Regions from separate parts of the Macaca mulatta genome. Here all the other regions are linked to region 3. Evidence: chromatin contacts called from public Hi-C data. All regions are on one chromosome and are shown on one strand. The core of a region is the stretch at or near the end of the contact, and the rest is flanking DNA. Distances in the headings are between cores, read along the strand shown.

Region 1 (4,109 bases), core at 499-2,998, 37 kb after region 3:
TCTCACCATCCCCTTCCCGGATGGAGAACAGGACTCAGATGGGCGAGTGACTGCCCGAGGGAGGGCGTGCTGCCGTGGAAGCTGGCTGGGCAGGAGCTGGTCATTCCCACCGTGCTCCTTTCACACAGCACATGGGAAATCTTTTGTCCTCACGAACAAACCAGGGTCCCTTCCACCCAGCACAGGCCTGGGACCAGAGTGGGCCTCGGAAAGCATATGGCAGAAGTGAGGGGCAGAGGAAACTCTCTGTGACACTGTAGCATAAGGAGGTGCCACTCGCTGTACGTTTCCCGCAGGAAGGTTCCTAGTCCAACCAGGATTACACAGAGAAAAACTGGCTCAGAGACCGTAGGGTCTGGCCAGCAGCCAGGCTCAGGGACTCCTAGCTCCCGGCCCGGGTCCCTGTTCTTGGCTCTGGGGTTCCACTTCATCACTTGCGCCACTTGGCTCATCTCAGTCGGGGAGGCGGCACCTGGAGGAGATGCCGGGTCCCAGCTAAAGAAAAGACCCCCCAGCCAGCCCGGGAAGGCGCTGTGGCTTCAGCCCCTGGGTACGCAATCAAAATCCAGGGCTCATCCCCAGCCAGGACACTGGGAAACGCTTTGGAGTGGAGGAGGCAGGTGAGCAGGATGGGCCGTCCTCACAAAAAGGGAGAGAACCTAGAGGCTTCTCGACCTTTTCCATTTTTCTTTAGATTTCTCCTCCACCTCTCACAGCCTGTTTTCTTTAACCTGCAAGATGAGGGGAACCCGAGGCTCAAATAAAATGAAAAAACACTGAATTCGGTGAACCCAACACTTACAGTCACACAAATTCACGGGGTTCCCGTTGTCCCTGTGAGGCAGCGGCTGAAAGAATCCCTCTGAAGGGACCCTCGGAGCCGCAGTGTTCTCATCTGTGAAGTGGGAGAGATGAGTTTCACTCCTCAAAGGGGTTTGTGAGGCTCGCGTGTGTGGAGGACCTAAAGTTTCCACCGCAGCCCTCGGCCGGCCTCGGGCCCAGGCAGATCAGGGCCGCAGGTACCCTGGTCTCCTGCTGTCACTCCTCGGCCCCCAACTCCACGCCGCTCCAGAACTGCCCAGAACGCGGTCGGGGTGGCTCAGCGCGGCTCCCGCCGCCCAAGAGCGCCCTTTCCTGCCCCGCGCCGCGGGCTCCCGCCGCGCTCCCACCCCGGCAGCCGCACGTGCCCGCCGCCCTTCCCCGCACCTCGTGCTCCAGCTTGTGCAGGAGGCGGCCCCAGTAACGTTCGGGGACTCCCGAAGCGCGCAGCGCCGGGCCGTGCAGCGCCGCGAACTCCGCCAAGGCCTCCGCGCCCTCCTCCGGCGTCTGGCCCGGGCTGCTACGCTCCGCAGGCGGGCGCTCCGGACGCCGCTCGGCCTCCATGGCGCCTACACCCGCGCCGACTCCAGCGCCGCCCGCCGGCCCTGCCCTCCCGCTTCTGCGCCCCCGGCCGCCAGCACCGCCCCCCCAGGCCCCGCCCTCCTCCCCACCGCCCCCTACCCCGCCCTGCCCTGCCCTGCCCTGCCCTCCTCCCGGCCACCCTCGGCCCCGCCCTCCTGCCGGCCCTCCCGGCCCCGCCCTCGTCCCGCCCCCAGCCCGCCTCCGGCCCTGTTCGCCGCGGCCCCCGGGCAGGCCCTGCGCGTCAGCGGGGCGCGTGCGTGAGCGCGCGAGCTTGCAGGGAGGGGGCGCGCGCCTGCGGCGGCGCCTGCGGTTTGGCTGCCGCCGTGTGCGCACGCGCACCCGATGGGGGCGGAGCTTTTCTCGCTCAGCCTGCGGCGACGCAGGGGAATGCCGGGAGGGCGGGGTGCCTATGTCCGGCGCTGTCAGGACAGGAAGAGGCTCCACCTACTGCCCGGAAGGGGGAACTGGGTGACGCGGCGCTGCTGTTCCTGCACCAGGCACACAGGGCTCGCAGGTCCCCGCCCCCGGGGAGTAAGGAACTCTCGATTCTTGTGAGTGCTTCACCAGATTTGGATGCTGCAAAATCGTGGCCCTTCTCAATTATATTTGGATTCAGAATGTCAGTTGATCCAATTAAGACCAAGTGTACCTGTCAGAAGAGTTTACTCCTACATGTCGGGATGTTGAACTGGGGGTGGTGGCCGCGTCTGTAGTCCCAGTTACTCGGGAGGCTGAGGCGGGAGGATCGCTTGAGCCCAAGAATTCAAGTCCAGCCTCCGCAACAGAGCGAGACTCCCTCTTTAAAAGACAAAAACAGTTCAGTTACAGACTTTCAAAAGACATTCTCTTTTGAACTTTCATTGAGTTTTATTGCTCCATAGGGATATATTTTAATGTCTTCCTGTTTGCAATGTTGTAAGAATTGTAATTTGCTAAAAAAACAAAGGCTGAGAATTTTTTTGAGTTTCAGATGCTATTTTGATAACATGTTTGAACTGAGTTTGAACGAAATGCGCCAGTTCAGACTTGTTCAATTCCATTGTAGGAAGCAGGTGGGTCTGCAAAGGCTCAAATTTCCGAACTCAAGTTGGCGAGGGCTGCAGAGAAAAGCATTTTATTATTTTTTATTTTTTTATTTTTTATTTTTTTTTTGAGACGGAGTCTCGCTCTGTCGCCCAGGCTGGAGTGCAGTGGCGCGATCTCGGCTCACTGCAAGCTCCGCCTCCCGGGTTCACGCCATTCTCCTGCCTCAGCCTCCCGAGTAGCTGGGACTACAGGCGCCCACAACCGCGCCCGGCTAATTTTTTGTATTTTTAGTAGAGACGGGGTTTCACCGTGGTCTCGATCTCCTGACCTTGTGATCCGCCCGCCTCGGCCTCCCAAAGTGCTGGGATTACAGGCGTGAGCCACCGCGCCCGGCCGGAGAAAAGCATTTTATTTATTTATTTATTTATTTATTTATTTATTTATTTATTTATTTTTGAGAGGAAGTCTTGCTCTGTCGCCCGGGCTGGAGTGCAGTGGCCGGATCTCAGCTCACTGCAAGCTCTGCCTCCCAGGTTTACGCCATTCTCCTGCCTCAGCCTCCCGAGTAGCTGGGACTACAGGCGCCCGCCACCTCGCCCAGCTAGTTTTTTGTATTTTTTAGTAGAGACGGGGTTTCACCGTGTTAGCCAGGATGGTCTCGATCTCCTGACCTCGTGATCCGCCCGTCTCGGCCTCCCAAAGTGCTGGGATTACAGGCTTGAGCCACCGCACCCTTCTTATTTATTTATTTATTTAGAGACAGAGTTTTGCCCCTGTTGCCCAGGCTGGATGGAGTGCAATGGTGCAGTCTCGGCTCACTGCATCCTCTGCCTCCCGGGTTCAAGTGATTCTCCTGCCTCAGCCTCCCAAGTAGCTGGGCCTACAGGTGTGTGCCACCATGCCTGGCTAATTTTTTGTATTTAGTAGAGATGGGGTTTCACCATGTCAGGCTGGTCTCGAACTCCTGACCTTAGGACCTTAGGTGATCCACACACCTCGGCCTCCCAAAGTGCTGAGATGACAGGCGTGTGCCATCGCGCCTGGCCTATTTTTTTTTGAAATGGAGTCTGGCTCTATCGCCCATGCTGGAACTCCACCTTGCAGGTTCAAGCAATTCTCCTGCCACAGCCTCCCAAGTAGCTGGGACTACAGGTGTGCACCACCATGCCCAGCTAAATTTTGTATTTTTAGTAGAGACGGGGTTTCACCATGTTGTCCAGGCTGACCTTGAACTCCTGACCTCAGGTGATCTACCCTCCTTGGCCTCCCAAAGTGCTGGGATTACAAGTGTGAGGCACTGCAATGGCCTTTTTGTTTGTTTTTTGAGACACAGTCTCATCTTGCTCTGTGGCCCAGGCTGGAGTACCGTGGCGTGATCTCGGCTCACTGCAACCTCCCTCTCCTGGGTTCAAGCAATCCTCGTGCCTCAGACTCCCAAGTAGCTGGGATTACAGGCATGCACCACCACACCCAGCTAATTTTTGGATTTTTAGTAGGGACAGAGTTGCACCATGTTGTCCAAGCTGGTCTCAAACTCCTGGCCTCAAGTGATCCGTCCACCTCAGCCTCCCAAAGTGCTGTGATTACAGATGTGAGCCACCTCGCCCAGTCAGAAAAACATGTTATTAATACTATCACACTGAAGTACTTTTCTGAGGAAAAATTTGATCTAAGAGAAGAGT
Region 2 (4,571 bases), core at 285-2,784, 44 kb before region 3:
TATGTAGTTGGGAGGCCCTAGAAGAAAAGACTGTTACAGGGCTGGGCGTGGTGGCTCACACCTGTAATCCCAGCACTTTGGGAGGCCAAGGCCGTTGGATTACCCGAGGTCAGGAGTTCCAGACCAGCATGGCCAACATGGCGAAACCCTTTCTCTACTAAAAATACAAAAATTAGCCGGGCATGGTGGCTCATGCCTGTAATCCCAGCTGCTAGGGGGTGTTAAGGCAGGAGGATTGCTTGAACCTGGGAGACGGAGGAAAGTTAGGAGGTTGCAGTGAGCCGAGATTGTGCTACTGCACTCCAGCCTGGGCAACAGGGTGATATTCCATCTCAAAAAACAAACCAACCAACAACAACAACAACAACAACAACAAACTACAAAAGCAAAGAAGGTCCAAGGCCCAGAAGGAGGGAGGGGCTCTGAAGACTTTATCAGGCTTTACCTCCTCTGGTCCTCCCAACAGCCCAGCTCTTGGTAGGTGCTGTTGTCCATTTCACAGATGAGAACACTGAGGGGGAAGTAATTACCCTACAGGTGGGAAGAACAGAGTGAGGGTACCCAACAGGTAGCAAACGACAGAGCTGGGGGAGGGGAGCCCCTGCCCCTCCCCTGCCCCTCCCTTGCCCCTCCCATGCCCCTCCCTTGCCCCTCCCCTAATCTCTGAGGGGATCAAGACAGAGGTAAACAAGCTTTGCTGTGCGCAGGACAATTGTTACTTTGTTATTCCAAGAGCGCTCTGCCTTCTCCCACCCCCAATATACCCCAGTGCCGCTGTTAGGCACTACTCATCCCCGCGGGGCAGGCTGCCACCAGCCCACCCCGCCTGGAACCTTCCTGATTTCTCTGTCCCTCGCGGGGGCTTTGGGGTCCTTCTCACCAGGTCTGCACGTGGGCCCCCTGCCCCCAATCCCTCCCGTTCCGACCTGCCTCTCGCGGACCCGGAGCCCCGACGGGAGGGGGAAGGCAGGGGGTGGGTGCTGCAGCTGGAAGGCTGCGGACGGGCGGCAGTGGAGGGGCAGTCCCCCTGGCTTCGGGTATGGAGCACTGGATGCTGCTGCTACCCAAGTGTGAACCTCGGTTTTCATATTCGTGAAATAGGCTTAAAAACACCTAAGTCCCGAAGCTGCCAGCCTAAGGAGCACGTTTTTGAACGCTGGCTTCACGCTGTCATTTAGCAAGTCATTTCGTCCTCTTGGAGCCTCGGTGGGTAAAATGATCGTGAAAAAAAGCACCGAGGAGTACTTTGAGCTCGAAGGGAGGCCATCTGTGTAAAGGGCTTGGATTATACACCCAGATTCTGTCAATGGATCGATCTCGACTGCAAGCCCGTGCTGGGCGCAGGGGAAACAGCGACGCACGGGACAAAACAAGCTTGCAGAACCGCAGGGGGCAGAGAGGCTGTAAACAAGCCAACCGGCTGCACTTGTAGCGGTTCTGTTGCCAATGCCATTCAGACCCCAGTCCGGGATTCCGCGCTCGGGGTGCGAGAGGCCGCTCCCGGGGCGGGGCGGGACCCGGGCGGGGCGGGAGGGGCGGGGCGCCCGGACCTATTAGGTCCCGCGCCGGCAGCCGGGCAGTAGACACGAAGCTTCTCCGGTGGCTCACAGACGCTGCCAGCATCGCCGCCGCCAGGTGAGTGCCCCTGACCCTGCTGCCGCCCGCCGCTCCACCCAGCTCGAGCCCGGCGGTTAGCGCCCAGGCCGCGGCCCGGGTGCCGAGCGGCTGGAAGTGTGGGGACCCGTGCCCAGGTTTTTCCGCCCCAGCAAGTCGCTGGCGAGTCCCTTGTGGGGCGACGTCTCGGGACTCCGGCTCCGAAACATCCCCTTTCTGCCCAGGGCTCCAGGTCCCCGACGGCCGATCGTGCCAGGCGCGGCCCCTGCGGGCCTCAGTCTCCGCGCCTGTGCAATGGGGTGGTTCCTCTGCGTCTCACCGCTATGGCCGGACGCTCCATCGCCCTCGCACCATCCTCGAGGGCGGCTTCCGGGCACCGGACTCCGACCTCTGGGGTCGTGCGGACCCGGCCAGAGCGCAGCGCGGCACCGCCAGCCCACGGCCGCTGCCGCACAGCCCCGGTGCCCTTAAAAGAGGGAAGATGGCGTCGTGCCCGGTGCTGCTGGGACCGGCTCCCAGAGGCGCTGTGCACCTAAGGGCCGAGGAAATGCTTCGTAACGGGACGCCCAGAAAGTCCGGAACAGGAACGTGCACCCGGAGCGGCGCGCAGCCGCCCGCCCACACCTGCCCATGCGCCCTGCACAGGTGCGCCCCGGACTGGTCGCGGGGACTAGAGCCCGGCTGGGGCGTGCGACCTTGTTAGGTAAATTGGGGGTGCGCCCCTGCGGGTGACCCGAGAGGGGTCCCCCCGCCTGCGGGGCGCGGTCACGACAAGGCTTGTGGGGTTCGGAGCTGGTCGTCGTCTGGGCTCTGGCCTCCTAAATGCGATCGCTTTCAAGCCCCTTCATTGTCAGTTTTACAGAATGAGCCACTCGTGGGGTAGGACGTGGTTGTTGATGTTGTTGTTGCTCTTACTACTGTAACATTTTTGTTGCTGTTTTAACGCAGTGTTTACTGTGGCCTGGGAGCCCGAGCTTCCCAGGGAGGTTGGTGTCTGCCTCATGTCCCCACATTAGGAGGGGCAGAGTCTGGTGGGCACTAGCGCCGGGAAGTTATTAACATCTGTCCGTCCTTGGGAGCAGGAGGCCTCGTTATCCAGGTGGAGAAACAAGAGATTTCAGTCACAGGAGGCACAGAAATGCCAGGGTTGTCTAGCTGGAAGCCAAGGACCCTTTATGGAACCCAAGCCAAAACCTCTTTACACTCTCCAGCCCTGTGGCCTCCGAAGGGCTATTCCATCTCTCTGAACCTCAGTTCCTTCTGTTCATTCTGCAAAATGTATTTCTGAGGTTTCTGCCCAGATGAAGAAAGCCCGACTCAAGTTAGTAGCCTCCGTGTAGTTAAGACTTACCCTGATTTCTACTTAATTTGGGCATGTCTTTGGAATAAGTTCTCAGAAATGGCACAGTCTGGGTGTTTTTTTGTTTTGTTTTGTTTTGTTTTTTGAAACAAGAGCTTTGCTTTTGTTGCCCAGGCTGGAGTGCAGGGGCGTGATCTCGGCTCACTGCAACCTCCACTTCCTGGGTTCAAGCCATTCTCCTGCCTTAGCCTCCCTAGTAGCTGGGATTACAGGCGCCCACCACGACACCCAGCTAATTTTTTGTATTTTTAGTAGAGACGGGATTTCACCATGTTGGCCAAGGTAGTCTCGAACTCCTCCTGACCTCAGGCGATCCACCCGCCTCAGCCTCCCAAAGTGCTGGGATTACAGATGTGGCCCCATGCCCGGCCCTTTTATTATTATTACTATTATTATTATTATCATTATTGTCTTAAGGATATTAAGACTAAAATTCTCACACATTTGACACGTGCCTGTAATCCTAGCACTTTGGGAGGCTGAGGCAGGAGGATTGCTTGAGCTCAGTAGATTGAGACCAGACTGGGTAACATGGTGAAACCCTGTCTCTACCAAAAAAAGCAAAAAATTAACTGGGCATGGTGGCATGTGCCTCTGTTCCTAGCTACCCAGGAGGCTGAGTTCAGAGGACTACCTGAGCTTGGAGGGGTTAAGGCTGCAGTGAGCCCTGATCACACCACTGCACTCTAGCCGGGGAGACAGAGTGAGACCCTGTCTCAAAAAAAGGAGCATTAGGCTGGGCATGGTGGCTGACATCTGTAATCCTAGCACTTTGGGAGGCCGAGGGAGGTGGATCACCTGAGGTCAGGAGTTGTGCAACTAGCCTGGCCAACATGGCAAAATCAGTCTGTTTTAAAAATGCAAAAATTAGCCAGGCGTGTTGGAGTATGCCTGTAATCCCAGCTACTTGGGAGACTGAGGCAGGAGAACTGCTTGACCCTGGGAGGCGGAGGTTGCACTGAGCTGAGATCATACCACTGCACTCCAGCCTGGGCCACAGAGTGAGACTCTCTGTCAAAGGAAAAAAAAAGCATCAAATGGTAGATCCCCAGTGTCTGTTACAGCTCAGGTACTCTATGGCTAGATAGAGGGGCTGCATACATGTTAGTTATTGTAAGTTTTTTTTTTATTTGAGACGGAGTTTCACTCTTGTTGCCCAGGCTGGAGTGCAATGGCTGGGAATACATGCGTGAGCCACCTCGCCTGGCTCAAGTTTCTTACACATTTGACTTGCCTGTAATCACAGCACTTTGGGAGGCCAAGGCGGGAGGACTGCTTGAACCCAGGAGGTGGAGATTGCAGTGAGCAGAGATGGCACCACTCACTGCACTCAGCCTGGGCTAACATGAGACTCCATCTCAGAAAAAAAAAAAAAATGATATCTTGTGCCACAGAGCTGCAAAGAAACCAGAGACTACTAAGAACAGTGTACTTTTTTTTTTTTTTTTCCCAATTTCTGATCCCGTCTCAAATAAACGGAAGGAGGTAATTGAGGAAGGGCTTGATTGGCCAGTGAGTCTTGAAGCTGACACCACTGCTGGTGGTATTTTCGCCTCTCCCTGGAAAGCATCCTGTTTTTAGTGAACCTATTAAATGT
Region 3 (4,482 bases), core at 1,196-3,695:
GTGTGTGTGTGTGTGTGTGTGTGTTTTTTAATTGAGTTTTGCTTTATCACCCAGGCTGGAGTGCAGAGGTGTGATCTCGACTCACTGCAACCTCCGCCTCCCGGGTTAAAAGCAATCCTCCTGCCTCAGCCTCCTGAATAGCTGGGATTACAGGTGCACACCACCACACCCAGCTAATTTTTGTATTTTTAGTAGAGATGGGGTTTCACCATGTTGGCCAGGTTGGTCTCCAACTCCTGACCTGACGTGATCTGCCTGCCTTGGCCTCCCAAAGTGCTGGGATTATAGGTGTGAGCCACTGCACCCAGCCACATGTGTGTCTTATTTTTATTTTATTTTGTTTTGTTTTTTGATAAAGAGTCTCACTGTGTTGCCCAAGCTGCAAAGCAAAGGTGTGATCTCAGCTCACTGCAACCTCCGCCTCCCAGTTCAAGCGATTCTCCTGCCTCAGCCTCCTGAGTAGCTGGGATTACAGGCGCCTGCCACCACACCCAGCTAATTTTTGTATTTTTAGTAGAGACAGGGTTTCACCATGTTGGTCAGGCTGGTCGAGAACTCCTGACCTCAGGTGATCCACCCACCTTGGCCTCCCAAAGTGCTGGGATTACAGGCGTAAGCCACCATGCCCGGCTAAGAAGGATTTTTTTTTTTTTTTTTGAGATGGAGTCTCGCTGTGTCACCAGGCTGGAGTGCAGTGGTGCCGTCTCGGCTCACTGCAGCCTCCACCTTCTGAGTTCAAGAGATTCTCCTGCCTTAGCCTCCCAAGTGTCTGGGATTACAGGCACACACCACCATGCCCGGCTAATTTTTGTATTTTTAGTAGAGATAGTGTTTCACCATGTTGGCCAGGCTGGTCTTGAACTCCTGACCTAGTGATCCACCCACCTCGGCCTCCCAAAGTGCTGGGATTACAGGCGTGAGCCACCGCGCCTGGCCAGAAGGAATTTTTTAAAAGTAAAAGCGGCAGGGAGCGGTGGCTCACACCTGTAATCCCAGCACTTTAGGAGGCTGAGGCGGGTAGATCACCTCAGGTCAGGAGTTCAAGACCAGCCTGGCCAACATGGTGAAACCCCATCTCTACTAAAAATACAAAAATTAGCCGGGCGTGGTGGCAGGTGCCTGTAATCCCAGCTGCTGGGAGGTTGAGGGAGGAGAAAATCACTTGAACCCAGGAGGCAGAAGTCGCAGTGAGCCGGAATTGTGCCATTGCACTCTAGCCTGGGAGACAAGAGCGAAACTCCGTCTCAAAAAAAAAAGAAAGAAAGGAAGGAGGGAGGGAGGGAGGGAGGGAGAGAGGAAGGAAGGAAGGAAGGAAGGAAGGAAGGAAGGAAGGAAGGAAGGAAGGAAGGAAGGAAGGAAAAGAAACCCAGAAGAAAAAGATGAATGATGAATGGAACCAAGCCTGGGTTATCCTTGTCTTTAGGCCAACACAGTCAAAAATAGATTATATATGTTTGTCTTTTAATAGAGGAAGAGGCTTACAAAGGCAACAATGCCAGGTCCTAGGAAAGCCATAGTACAGCCTGGCTGGAAGGAGGCTCCCAGCCTCTGTGTCTGGGTAGAAGTAGCCACTGTTCTCCTTGGCCCCTGCAGGATCAGTTTGGCCCAATGTGGCTGGTGCAGGCTGAGGGGTGTTGCCAGTCTGAGTTGGCCGGAGGGAGCTGGGACAGCCTTGGGCTGCAGCAAGACAGCCACAGTGCCAAGGGCCTGGGGCTTGACACGCCCTGCATGGGAGTGGACCTGGGCAGCTGGAGGCCACCTCTGGACTGTGATGATGGCAGCCTCTCCCCTCACTGAGCGCCGAGCATCTGAGGGGTGTCCTGCCTGCATCACCGCCTTGTGGCTTCATCAGTCCCACGAGTTTGTGCCCATTTTACAGATGAGGAGATGGAGACCCAGATAACCAGTCAGAAAGTGGTCGGGCCAGGACTAAGAGTGCAGCGCGCAGTCTCCGTGCCCTGGATCAACAGCTCAAGGAACTGGGGTGCTCCGGAAATGGGGCCAAGGCTGCTGAGCAGGAGGACGCTCAGGGCCTTGCCCTCAGGAAAGGCAATCCCCCACTCGGAGATCGGTCTTGTTGCCGCATTTTATAGATGGGAAAATGAGACTAGAAGAAACCACAAGCGACCCGCCGGCGGACACACGGCAACGTTTTAGGTGCTGGGTCTGGCCGGGCGGCCATCACCGGTCACCGTGGGGAGGAGAAGGAGCCGAGAGACTCGCTCGCGGCCGGGGGGAGGCAGAAGCGCGTCCCGCGGGAGAGGTGGGTTTGAGGAGTGAGCTCCCGGTCCCGCGGGGATGCCAGTGGGTCCAGGGCCCGGGCTGCCAGGCGGGGCGGGGCGGAGCGGGGCGGGGCTCGGCCGGGTAGTGGGGCGGGGCCGGGCGGTGGATTGACGGGCGGGGCCTGGTGGCGGGGCGGGGCCGGGCGGCTGAGAGGGGCGGGGCGGATGCGGGCACAGCGGTCTGGCTAACTCCTGCCAGGCAGTGCCCTTCCCGGAGCGTGCCCTCGCCGCTGGTGAGTGAGAACGGGACGCGGAGGGGGCAGCGGGAAATGGGGGCCCGCACGGCTGCGACTCTGACAGCGCCGCGGGACAGAGGGAAACTGAGGCCGGAGCCGAGGACTGGACACCCGAGGGGGCGGCCCGGGGCAGCACTTGGGGCTCGGCTATCGGGTCAGGGGCGGAGGCGGCGGGCAGCCAGGTCTGGACCTCCGCGGCCGGGGTTCCTGCGCGGGCCGCCTCCGACTGGGGGTTCGGGAGGGGAAACTTGGGCAACTCCGCCACGCCCTGCCCCTGCTTCTCCTGCAGGAAGCGCGGTCGCAGGAGAGGCCGATGCTCCCTCTCCCGCCCATTCCGCGGATGGGCAATCCCAGGCGGAGCTCCCTTCAGGGTCTCAGAATGTCTGGGAGACCTCAGGCAGGATCCTGATCCCCCAAGACACCCCGTTTCATAGTGGAGGAGAACAGCCCAGATCGGGGAAGTTTTTTTTGCCCAAAGCCGGTTAGAGGCCCCCCGGCCCTCAATTCCCAGTGCGGGGCTCAGGTGCGCTGCAGCCTAGACGGGACTTACTCTGAGCCGAGCAGCCTCTGGGACCTGTCTGCTTCCCCTGCCCCTTGCAAAGAAGACGGAGCCCAGGTGGGAGAAGCGGGGGCTTCCTGCTGTGAACACACTGCTGGCCAGGGCAGCTTCCAGAGGCCATGGCCTGGCGTGGGCCTGGAGCCCCTCTGGCCAGCCTGCCAGGGGCCGGCGCTACGGAATACCAGCAGTGTGCCCTGGGCTGGATGGCAGGAGAGACAGGACTTGAGGCTGTCCCAGAATGGACTCAGGCAGGGCGAGGATATTAGGGGAGGTGGTGTACAGGAAGCAGTCGCCCAGCTCGCCTGGCACACAGCAAGCCCTGCCCATGAAGGCCTGCTGCCAGAACGTGGGCGAGGCCCGGCGTCTCTGTGGAGTCGGTGGGGCCCGAGACAGGGCAGCGTGAGGCAGGTTTCCACTGGCGGTGAAAGGGGCTGTGTAGCAAGGGCAGGAGAGCCAGCCTCAGCCCAGCAGGGGAAGGCGGCCCCTGAGTCTCCACCTGGCTGCTGGCAGCCCCATAGGGAGGCTCCGCGGGAATCCTGGGCTCCCAGGGGAGTGCTGGAAACTGGGGGAAACTGAGGCTTACCAAAGAAGCCTTTGTCCAGAGTCATGCAGCTGGCGTGGTGGAGCCAGGGCCTGATCCCAGCCTGCCTCCTCCACTGTGCCCCGAGGGCCACTTTGTTTCCTGGGAGTGTGTCTGTGCATGTGTGCACACACATGTGCTGTGTCCTGTCGTCTGTACAGACTTATGCCTGGCGTGAGGCACCATGTCTGGCTGGATCTACCAGAAAATATTCACAGCAGGTTCTCCAGGTGGGGTGAAGGGCTTGGGCTCACAGGGAGGGAGCCTACATTTACCTTTAGCTTTTTCAGTATTTCAGTTTTGAATCTCTGTTTTGTTTTGTTTCGTTTTTCTTTCTTTCTCTTTTTTTCCTTCTTTTTTTCTTTTTTTTTTTTTGTTTGAGACAGGGTCTTACTCTGGTAGGCAGGCTGGAGTGCAGTGATGCAATCATAGCTCACTGCAGTCTCCTGCAGAACTCCCGGGCTCAAGCGATCCTCCCACCTCAGCCTCCCAAAGTGCTGGGATTACAGGTGTGAGCCACCGTTTCTGGCTTATTTGTGTTTACTTTTGATTGGGCAAACAATGCGTGGATATGCTCTCTTTGTGTAAAACAGTAGTCTTTTTTATTTTATTTTCTTTTTAACCACTGGACCACTAGGGAAGTCATTCTTAATTTCTTCTTTACTTTTATTTATATGTATTTTTGGAGTCGGTGTCTCTCGCTCCATTGCCCAGGCTGGAGTGCAGTGGCTCGAGCTGGGCTCACTGCAACCTCTGCCTCCTGAGTTGAAGTGATTCTCCTGCCTCAGCCTGGCTAATATTTGTACTTTTAGTAGAGACGGGGTT

Evidence for each region. Hi-C and Micro-C count contacts between places; a contact is called where the count stands out from the background.
Region 1: a contact with region 3 is called in a Hi-C map of cortical neurons, with 5 times the contacts expected there. The contact joins the promoter of LOC107000681 here to the promoter of TSPO in region 3. A contact is called at or near these places in 2 of 14 Hi-C or Micro-C datasets (cortical neurons and liver).
Region 2: a Hi-C map of blood shows a contact between it and region 3, with 1.8 times the contacts expected there. The contact joins the promoter of BIK here to the promoter of TSPO in region 3. A contact is called at or near these places in 2 of 14 Hi-C or Micro-C datasets (blood and liver).

What each region holds. Positions count from the first base shown.
Region 1 is chr10:8,285,922-8,290,030 of T2T-MMU8v2.0, reverse strand. LOC107000681 reads left to right here and starts at 1,748. Exons shown (of 3, transcript XM_028827626.2): 1 at 1,748-1,952. It overlaps TTLL12 (tubulin tyrosine ligase like 12), which reads right to left. Exons shown (of 15, transcript XM_077949398.1): 2 at 1,207-1,426. The coding sequence starts at 1,383. It overlaps LOC144331630 (a long non-coding RNA gene), which reads left to right. Exons shown (of 2, transcript XR_013398940.1): 2 at 1-1,417.
Region 2 is chr10:8,365,998-8,370,568 of T2T-MMU8v2.0, reverse strand. It overlaps BIK (BCL2 interacting killer), which reads left to right and starts at 1,534. Exons shown (of 5, transcript XM_077949458.1): 1 at 1,534-1,635.
Region 3 is chr10:8,323,319-8,327,800 of T2T-MMU8v2.0, reverse strand. TSPO (translocator protein) reads left to right here and starts at 2,445. Exons shown (of 4, transcript NM_001258111.1): 1 at 2,445-2,515.